2 separate regions of the Mus musculus genome follow, and region 1 is linked to region 2. The links are chromatin contacts, called in public Hi-C maps. All regions are on one chromosome and are shown on one strand. The core of a region is the stretch at or near the end of the contact, and the rest is flanking DNA. Distances in the headings are between cores, read along the strand shown.

Evidence for each region. Hi-C and Micro-C count contacts between places; a contact is called where the count stands out from the background.
Region 1: a contact with region 2 is called in a Hi-C map of embryonic stem cells, with 2.4 times the contacts expected there. The contact joins two enhancer-like sites. A contact is called at or near these places in 9 of 484 Hi-C or Micro-C datasets (the G1E-ER4 cell line, the N1E-115 cell line, cerebral cortex and 3 more), 5 of 115 datasets of contacts at active chromatin or transcription factors (embryonic stem cells and microglia) and 1 of 9 other capture datasets (pancreatic islet).

The regions. Positions count from the first base shown.
Region 1 is chr8:23,156,183-23,160,095 of GRCm38.p6, forward strand. It overlaps Nkx6-3 (NK6 homeobox 3), which reads left to right. Exons shown (of 3, transcript NM_029002.2): 2 at 19-188; 3 at 1,400-2,766. The coding sequence ends at 1,633. Among named protein-coding and RNA genes, the nearest start is that of Nkx6-3, 4.9 kb to the left of the region's middle. Within about 2 kb of position 1,934, at least 54 of the 459 cell types and tissues checked have an H3K27ac peak or open chromatin away from gene starts, as enhancers often do. A contact at or near this core is called in embryonic stem cells, where this site is marked.
Region 2 is chr8:22,822,615-22,826,378 of GRCm38.p6, forward strand. All of the region lies in intron 1 of Gm46036 (a long non-coding RNA gene), which reads right to left. Among named protein-coding and RNA genes, the nearest start is that of Ap3m2, 19 kb to the left of the region's middle. Within about 2 kb of position 1,432, at least 11 of the 459 cell types and tissues checked have an H3K27ac peak or open chromatin away from gene starts, as enhancers often do. A contact at or near this core is called in embryonic stem cells, where this site is marked.

The DNA.
Region 1 (3,913 bases), core at 684-3,183, 330 kb after region 2:
TTTCTTCCCTCTGGGCAGCTCCAGACCCCCTGAGTGACACTATCCACAAGAAAAAGCACACCCGCCCTACCTTCACGGGCCACCAGATCTTTGCCCTGGAGAAAACCTTTGAGCAGACCAAGTACTTGGCTGGCCCAGAGCGGGCGAGGCTGGCTTATTCCCTGGGCATGACGGAGTCACAGGTCAAGGTGAGTCTGTGCAGAAAGAGTCTGCCTGGCAGCCTAGCACCTGCCGGGGTAGGAGGCCACTGGGTGAGAGGAAGGTGTGGCTGCCCATCTTACTGTAGAGATTATAATAATTACTAATCACCCCCCACCCCCCGAGAGCGCGCACCATGACAGCCATCTCTACCTAGCCCCATCTGAGAGCCTGTAAACAGTACCGTCATTAAGTCTCACCTTTTCTTGAAGTCAGCATGGTGGCCCATTTTACAGATGAAGAGACAGTGTCAGTTAATCAAGCCTGGTGTTTGGAGTCTTCTGGCCTGCAAGCACAGAGCTGAGATTTGAACGGAGATCTGTGGGACACTCACCAGCTTTAAAATGTCCCAATCTTTAAAATGAAGATAATACACCCCGTTCCCATCCATGCAGAGGAGAGTGGCAGAGATCAGCCACAGACTCCCCGACGAGCTGGTGGCAGCCTCCCTACTTCCACCTCTTCAAGGTCCAGGGACAAGGGTTCCCATTGCCACCCTAGTCTGTCCACACTTTGGATGGGCACACGGGAGAAGAAAGCCATGAGACCTCCCAGAACTGCAACCTCGCTGCCAACATGAAGAAATGAAGAAGTGTGAACAGATTAGGGGGGTTCTGGGGCAAATGCTACCTCAGCAGATAGTTACAGCCACAGAAGGCTGTGGTGTGGAGGTGGAAGGAGCTTAGGTCCGTAGGACACGTTTCTTTGCTTCTTTAGGGCACCACGATCTTCAGCCATCTTAGCGTACATGTTATTTTTCTAGGGGCCAATTATTCACGAGGTTCCTGGAGATGTGTAAAGTTAGCTTATTCATTCATTCATTCATTCATTCACTCCGTTTTTGCGTTTCTTGCCGGAGGTGGACCGGAGGGCCAGGGCATGCTAGGCCCGGGCTCTACCTTACACTGTCCTGAGTCCCAGGGACAATTCTAACCAGTGGCATTTCGGAGGGGTTGGGGGGGGCGCTTTGGTCCAGATGCCTAGACTGCACCCGAGGCAAGGAGGAAGCTGCAGCTCAGGGAGGGTTGTTATAGCACAGGAAAGGGCTGTGGCACGCTTTTATCTAACTTTATTTTATTTCCCCCCCGCGGCTAATGCAAGTGTCAGGCCGCTGCTCTGTGCAGTGGCGCATAGTCTGTACTCTGGGGTAGCGAGGCGGCAGTAACGGAGCCCGCCGCGGCACCCCGGTTGCTCTTTGCAGGTGTGGTTCCAGAACCGCCGGACCAAGTGGAGGAAGAAGAGCGCCCTGGAGCCCTCATCCTCCACACCCCGGGCCCCGGGAGGTGCGAGCGGGGACCGCGCGGCCTCGGAGAACGAGGACGATGAGTACAACAAGCCGCTGGACCCGGACTCGGACGACGAGAAGATCCGCCTGCTGCTGCGCAAGCACCGGGCCGCCTTCTCCGTGCTCAGCCTGGGCGCGCACAGCGTGTGACCCCGGGCTAGCCGCGCCGACCAGCCTTCCCCTCCCCTTTCCGTGCAGTCCGCTGTGGGCAGGGACCAGAGAAGAGGAGTTGGGGGGAGGGGGAGGAAAAGACGAAGGAAGAAGAAAGAAGAAGAGGAGGAGGAAGCGAGAGGGAAGGAAGGGAAGGAGACGAGGGATGGTGAGTGCCCCGAGGGAGAAGATGGCACACCTCTCTGTCATTCCTCCCCTCTGGGCCCCTTGCCCTGTCAGCCCTGCTCTAAAGTGAGCAGGCTTATTTTTTGCAGCAGGGAACCTGGCTATGGAGCGCTCCAGATGCGCTGTTTTCCCCTCTAAGGATCAGCTGGTTAGGGAGTCACACAAAGTACCGCACCTAGTCGTAGGCTGGGACTGCAAAGCAAAAGACGGAGCCTGAAGTCCAGATGTGCTTTCTAATGATCCCACCGCTGGGGGGCGGGTCCTGAAAATAGGAACTCTTCTAACCCTGAGTTTCAGGACCCTGTGACCCCCAACTGCACTTTACTTTCAACGCAGATCCCACTGTACCAAGGAAGACTCTGGGAAAGAGACGAGGGGATGCCAGGCAGAGGGGAAACAGATGAGAAAATCCTAAGGTTTTGTTGTCTCTGGGAGGTACCCACCAAGGCAACCCAGGGCATCCATCAGAGTTTGGGAGCATCTCAGCAGGACAGAGAGAAGGGCTCTGAATGCCACACTCCTCCAATAGGGACACCAGACTGGGCGAACCCTAGGCAGAATAAGGGGTTGGGAGTGCTGCTGGACACCGAGGCTTTTAAAACAAAACTAGAATAAAGATGAAAATCCCAGAAACCGTCCCCGCGGCTCCTGCACTTTTCTAAAGGGAATATTGGCAGTGTTCTCTCCCGTCATGAAGTTGGACTGGAAAGATGGCTCGGCGGTTACTGCTGCTCTTCTGGAAGACTTGGAGCTGGGTTCGCAGCTACAGGCTGCTCACAACGGCCTGTTAACTCCAGCTATAGGTGTTCCGACGCCCTCTTCTGGCCTCCTCAGGTACTGCATGCATGCTCACAGACACACATGCACTCTGTGACTAATAAAAATAAATTCTTTGTAAAATAAATAGATAAATAAATCAGTCTAAAAAAGAAGAAGAAGCAGAAACCATCATCCATAGACCAAATTGTTATCTTCAGTTACCTTCTTTTCTTCCACATCCCAGGTGTTTTGGGGTTAAGGGAAAGGGAACAGGCCTGTTGCTTACCACCATCACAACTTCTTCCCTGACAAGCACCTCAGGGTCTAATGGGTGAGCACAGATTTTGGCCACAGCTCTTGAGTGTGTCATTCCTATTAGAAGGACTTGGGTCCTGTGCCCAGTGATGGGTTTCAGATTAGGAATTCAAGCACACCGAGGTGCACTGTGCTTCTAAGCACGGGACTTATTAGGAGAGCTATTAACACCCTAGAAAGACAGCACAGTGAGAACCCTGAGCAGACTTCAGACCCACGAAGCTAAATCTGAGTCCTTAGATTTCAGGAGATAGAGGGCTCATGTTAGTGGTTCTCAACCTGTGGGTTTCAACTCTTGGGTGTGGGGGTATCAAACAACCCTTTCACAGGGGTCACCTAAGACCATCAGAAAACATAGATAATTGAGTTACGATTCACAACAGTAGCAAAGTTACAGTTAGATGAAATAGCAATGAAAATGATTTTTGTGGTTGGGGGGTCACCACAACACAAGGATCTGTATTTAAGGGGAACAGCATTAGGAAGGTTGAGACCCAGTGTCCCGTGCCACAGAGTTGATAAGTATTCCATAGTTTGTGCTTACAGGCAGGTTGTCTCTGATTCCTAGACAACAGGGGATGGAGCGAGGTTTAGCTCTTTAGTTGATGTATGTTCGTCATACCAAATGCACCAACCTGTAGCCCCTGACAGCTGAGGGTGTTTATAATCATCTTAGGGGGGACATGGGGGATATAGGCACACGGTCAGCTGTGTTGGGGTGCCAGCCATGTCTTCTGCTGCAGCTGGGAGAGCAAAGTGGCTGAACAGTTTTAGTTCCAACCTAGCACTCAGGTGAGGCCAGGTGAGGTTAGGTTAGCTGCCTGCGGTGTCTTGCCAGGTTCAGAATGGTCGTACCTGGATGGTCATAATCCAAACCCGAGACAAATTCTGAGCTTCCATTTCTGGAACCTGACTCTGTGCTCAGACCTTCCTCAGGGTTGACCCTGGAATTCCATAACCCTCCTAAGGGACAAGGGACAGGGAAGCCAGTGGACGGAGCTGCGCCACTCTCTGCACCCT
Region 2 (3,764 bases), core at 182-2,681:
CCTTCGTTCAAATAGCATTGACTTATGAGACAGGAAGACTTTTAGGTTCTCCTTAGGAGTCAACAACTGTACCTTGTAAAAACTGTGTCAACATTAAGATAAAACATTAAAAATTACCAAAAAAAAGGGTGGGGGCTGGAGAGATGGCTCAGCGGTTAAGAGAGCACTGACTGCTCTTCCAGAGGCCCTGAGTTCAATTCCCAGCAACCACATGGTGGCTTACAACTATCTGTAATGGGGTCCGACCCCCTTCTTCTGGTGTGTCTCAAGACAGAGACAGTGTACTCATGTAAGACTCTGGCGAGACTTAACTTACTGGAGGACCCCCAGTGAACAACATAGAGCAGGGGATCGATGCAAAAGCAAGAGGAATTTTATTGTTCCAGCATGCTGGGGTTGCCCTGCACATGAAGGAGAGAGAGAACGACCCCCCCCCCCCCAGCCCGTTCAGTGAGTTTTTATGCAGTTTTCAGAGCAGCAGCCCTTAGGCACAAAGTGATTGACAGGACAGTGTGACTTTTAAACTGTTCGGTCTAGGGAATGAGGTGGCAAGGACTTCACTTGTCTGTAGGTGGCCAGTGGTAGGTTCATCCTGCAGAATGTGTCTATAGCTCTGGGCCTCACGATCCGCAGGTGGCCCATGGTTGGTTGCCACCCCCTCCGAGGTCTGAGGAATGTAGTCCGCCTCTCCCTTCCGGAAGGGAGGGGTGCTTGAGTGCTCTATGACCTTTCTCTTTCAGGAGGGGAGGAGTCTGGTGGAATTTTCTAAAGGTCCTGAACTGGCCTCTTCACTCACATATATAATATAAATAAATCTTTTTTTAAAAATTACCAAAAAGATCCCCACACTGGAGGTCTGATAGTTTTTCCTTAGTCTAATATAAAAGAGGTATGGCGGTCCCTGGGGGACTCAGTGGGACCCTGAAGTTTTCTGGGTGCCAGCATTTTGCTTGGACTTTATGGTGCCATCAGATGGTGGTGAAATCAAATGGCATTAGCAAAAAAGTTATTAGCAAAAAAAAAATTATCGTTACCAAAGAAGGCTGCCAAATCACATCGTTGCTCCCATCCTGATGAGCGCACACACACACACACACACACACACACACACACACACACAGACACAGAGTTTTCTGCCAAAGACGAACTCAGCCCTGTGGAATCCTTCCATTTGAAGATCAAATGTGGATTGTTACAGCCCTTCCTTTAAAAGGATGCTTTTCTTAGGTAGGTTAGTGTGGATATAGGAGGAGATGGTACCTATGGCCTAGGCAGCTAGGCTTAAAGAGAGAGGGGGGGGGAGATTGCATGGTCTCAGCTCAAGGCAGCTGAGCATGGTAAAAAGATGATACAGTAGCCAGAATCACAGTGCAGGTTTCTTTCAGAGTTGCATAAGCTCAACTTCCAAAGAATGTCACCCGCCCAGTTCCAGGATGAAGCAGGAAATGGGCTGCCTTGTTCTCCTTTTCTCCCTCACAGAGTCAGAGGGCTAGCCTGAGTCAGGCCAGGTGGAAATAAAAACGGGCGTCCCTAGAAGCAGAATTGCTCTTTAATCGGAGCAGAGGAAGGCAGAATTGTGCTTTAATCGGAACAGCGGAAGGCCGCAGTCTCTCCCCGGAAGTGAGACTGCACTCATGTGGTGTGGGGTCTTGGGATTTTTTTTTTGTTTTTGATAGAAAAGGGGGGATTTCTGGGATGGAAGAGTTAATCTGCAGGTCAGTTCTTCTTAGTCTCAAAGTGGCAGATACTAGCAGCTTTGATACGTGGGTCTCCTTATCAGGTGTTACCAGCCAAGGCAACTTTCTTGTCCAGAGCTTCTCATCCCCTGAGGCTGGCCTGCTCTACTTAATGAGATCCTATCTCAGAAACCAACAGAATAATACTGTTACTATTTGGACGCAGGGACACAGGCTCAGATAGGAGAAAAGGAGAGCGTTGGGCCTGGGGTGGGCAGCTCAGTGGTAGTCTGCTTGCTTAGCAATCAGAATCAGGAAGCAACCCAGGCTCAAATCATGGTTACAGAAGTAATGAAAAGAAAGAGAATCAGACCATACTGCCACGAAGAAGAAACGATACAGAGCAAGAAAATAATCATAGCAAATGCAGACAAATAAGACAAAACCAAAGGAGGACTGGAGAATCTAAATGATTGGGATGGCAGATATTATGTTCAAAGAACCCACCAAACAAAAGAAGTTATAGAAAAACTGAAAGTGTTGGCCAAATTGTCACAAGAATGGCCTCTAACCTGGTTGTTAATGTTGTTTTCCTCAGAAACCTTTTGAACTGGGCCTCCACAGCCCACATGACCCTCAGCACTGTGGTCTTTTATTCTTCCTCTAGGATGGTCCACTAAGCCCTGCTTAGAGTATTCAACTGTTTTCCTAGTTCAAAGTCTGAAAGTCCTCCACATTCCTCAATAAAAACAGCACAGCCAAGTCTGTCACAGCAGTATACAACTTGTGGCACTAACTCTTGTCTTAGTTGTTCCTCTATTGCCATGGCGAAACAATGTGACCAAGGCAACTTATAAGATAAAACATTTAATTTGGGGCTTAACTGTGGTTGCAGATCATTATAGTTCATGACTGTCATGGTAGGGAGCATAGCACCAGGCAGGCAGGCAAGCAGGCACAGCAGACAGGCAGGCACAGCAGGCAGGCAGGCAGGCAGGCAGGCACAGCAGGCAAGCAGGCACAGCAGGCAGGCAGGCAGGCAGGCAAGCAGGCACAGCAGACAGGCAGGCAGGCAGGCAGGCAGGCAAGCAGGCACAGCAGACAGGCAGGCAGGCAGGCAGGCAGGCAGGCAGGCAGGCAGGCAGGCACAGCACAGCACTGAAATAGTAGTTGAGAGCTTACAAGTTGAATCAAGCATGAGGCAGAGAGTGATAGAGCTAACTGGAAATGGCATGGGCTTTTGAAACTTCAAAGCTCACCTCCAGTGACACGCCTCCTTCAACAAGACTACACCTCCTAATCCTTCCCAAATAGTTCTACCAACTGGGAGCCAAGCATTTAAACATATGAGTGTAAGGGGGCCATTATCATTCAAACAACACTACAAGGCCTATGTAAGATTAACTTTCAACCCTTTAAAGAAAATTGTCATTAAAAGCTCTTCTTCATGGCTTACAAAGGAGATGCATCTTCTAGCCTGCATCTGCCTGAGAATCTACATCCCCTGGTAAACTAGAGGGTGTATTGTATTAGTGTGCTCTCACTGCTGTGATAAATAGTGCAACCAAAGGTAGCTTAGTGAGGAAAGCGTTAACTGGATTACATACCCCAATCAGTTTATCAAGCCAAGGCAGGAACTTTTTCAGGGCAAGAACCTCCAGTCAGCAACCAACGCAGAAGCCATGGAGAGCACAACTAATTAGCTTACTCTCCTTGGCATACTCAGCTTGGATTTTTATACAACCCACAATGGTCTGGGTTCCCCTACATCAATCACTACTCGAGAAAATGTCCCACAGGCTTATCTCCAGAACAAACATAGTAGGGACACATTTTCTCAACTGAGGTTCTGTCTTTTCTGTATGCATGGCTTAAACTTGTGCCAGGTTGACAAAAAACTAACCAGCCCAGGGGGTTAAATACGGAAACCCTAAAAATGAAGAAATCACAAAAATAGGTAAAAGAATATTGATACAACAGCACCTATACTACTTTTTTTTTTTTTGTAAAATAAGCAAAGTATAAAAATAAATAAATTTAATCCCAGCACTTGGGAGGCAAAGGCAGGCAGATTTCTGAGTCTGAGGC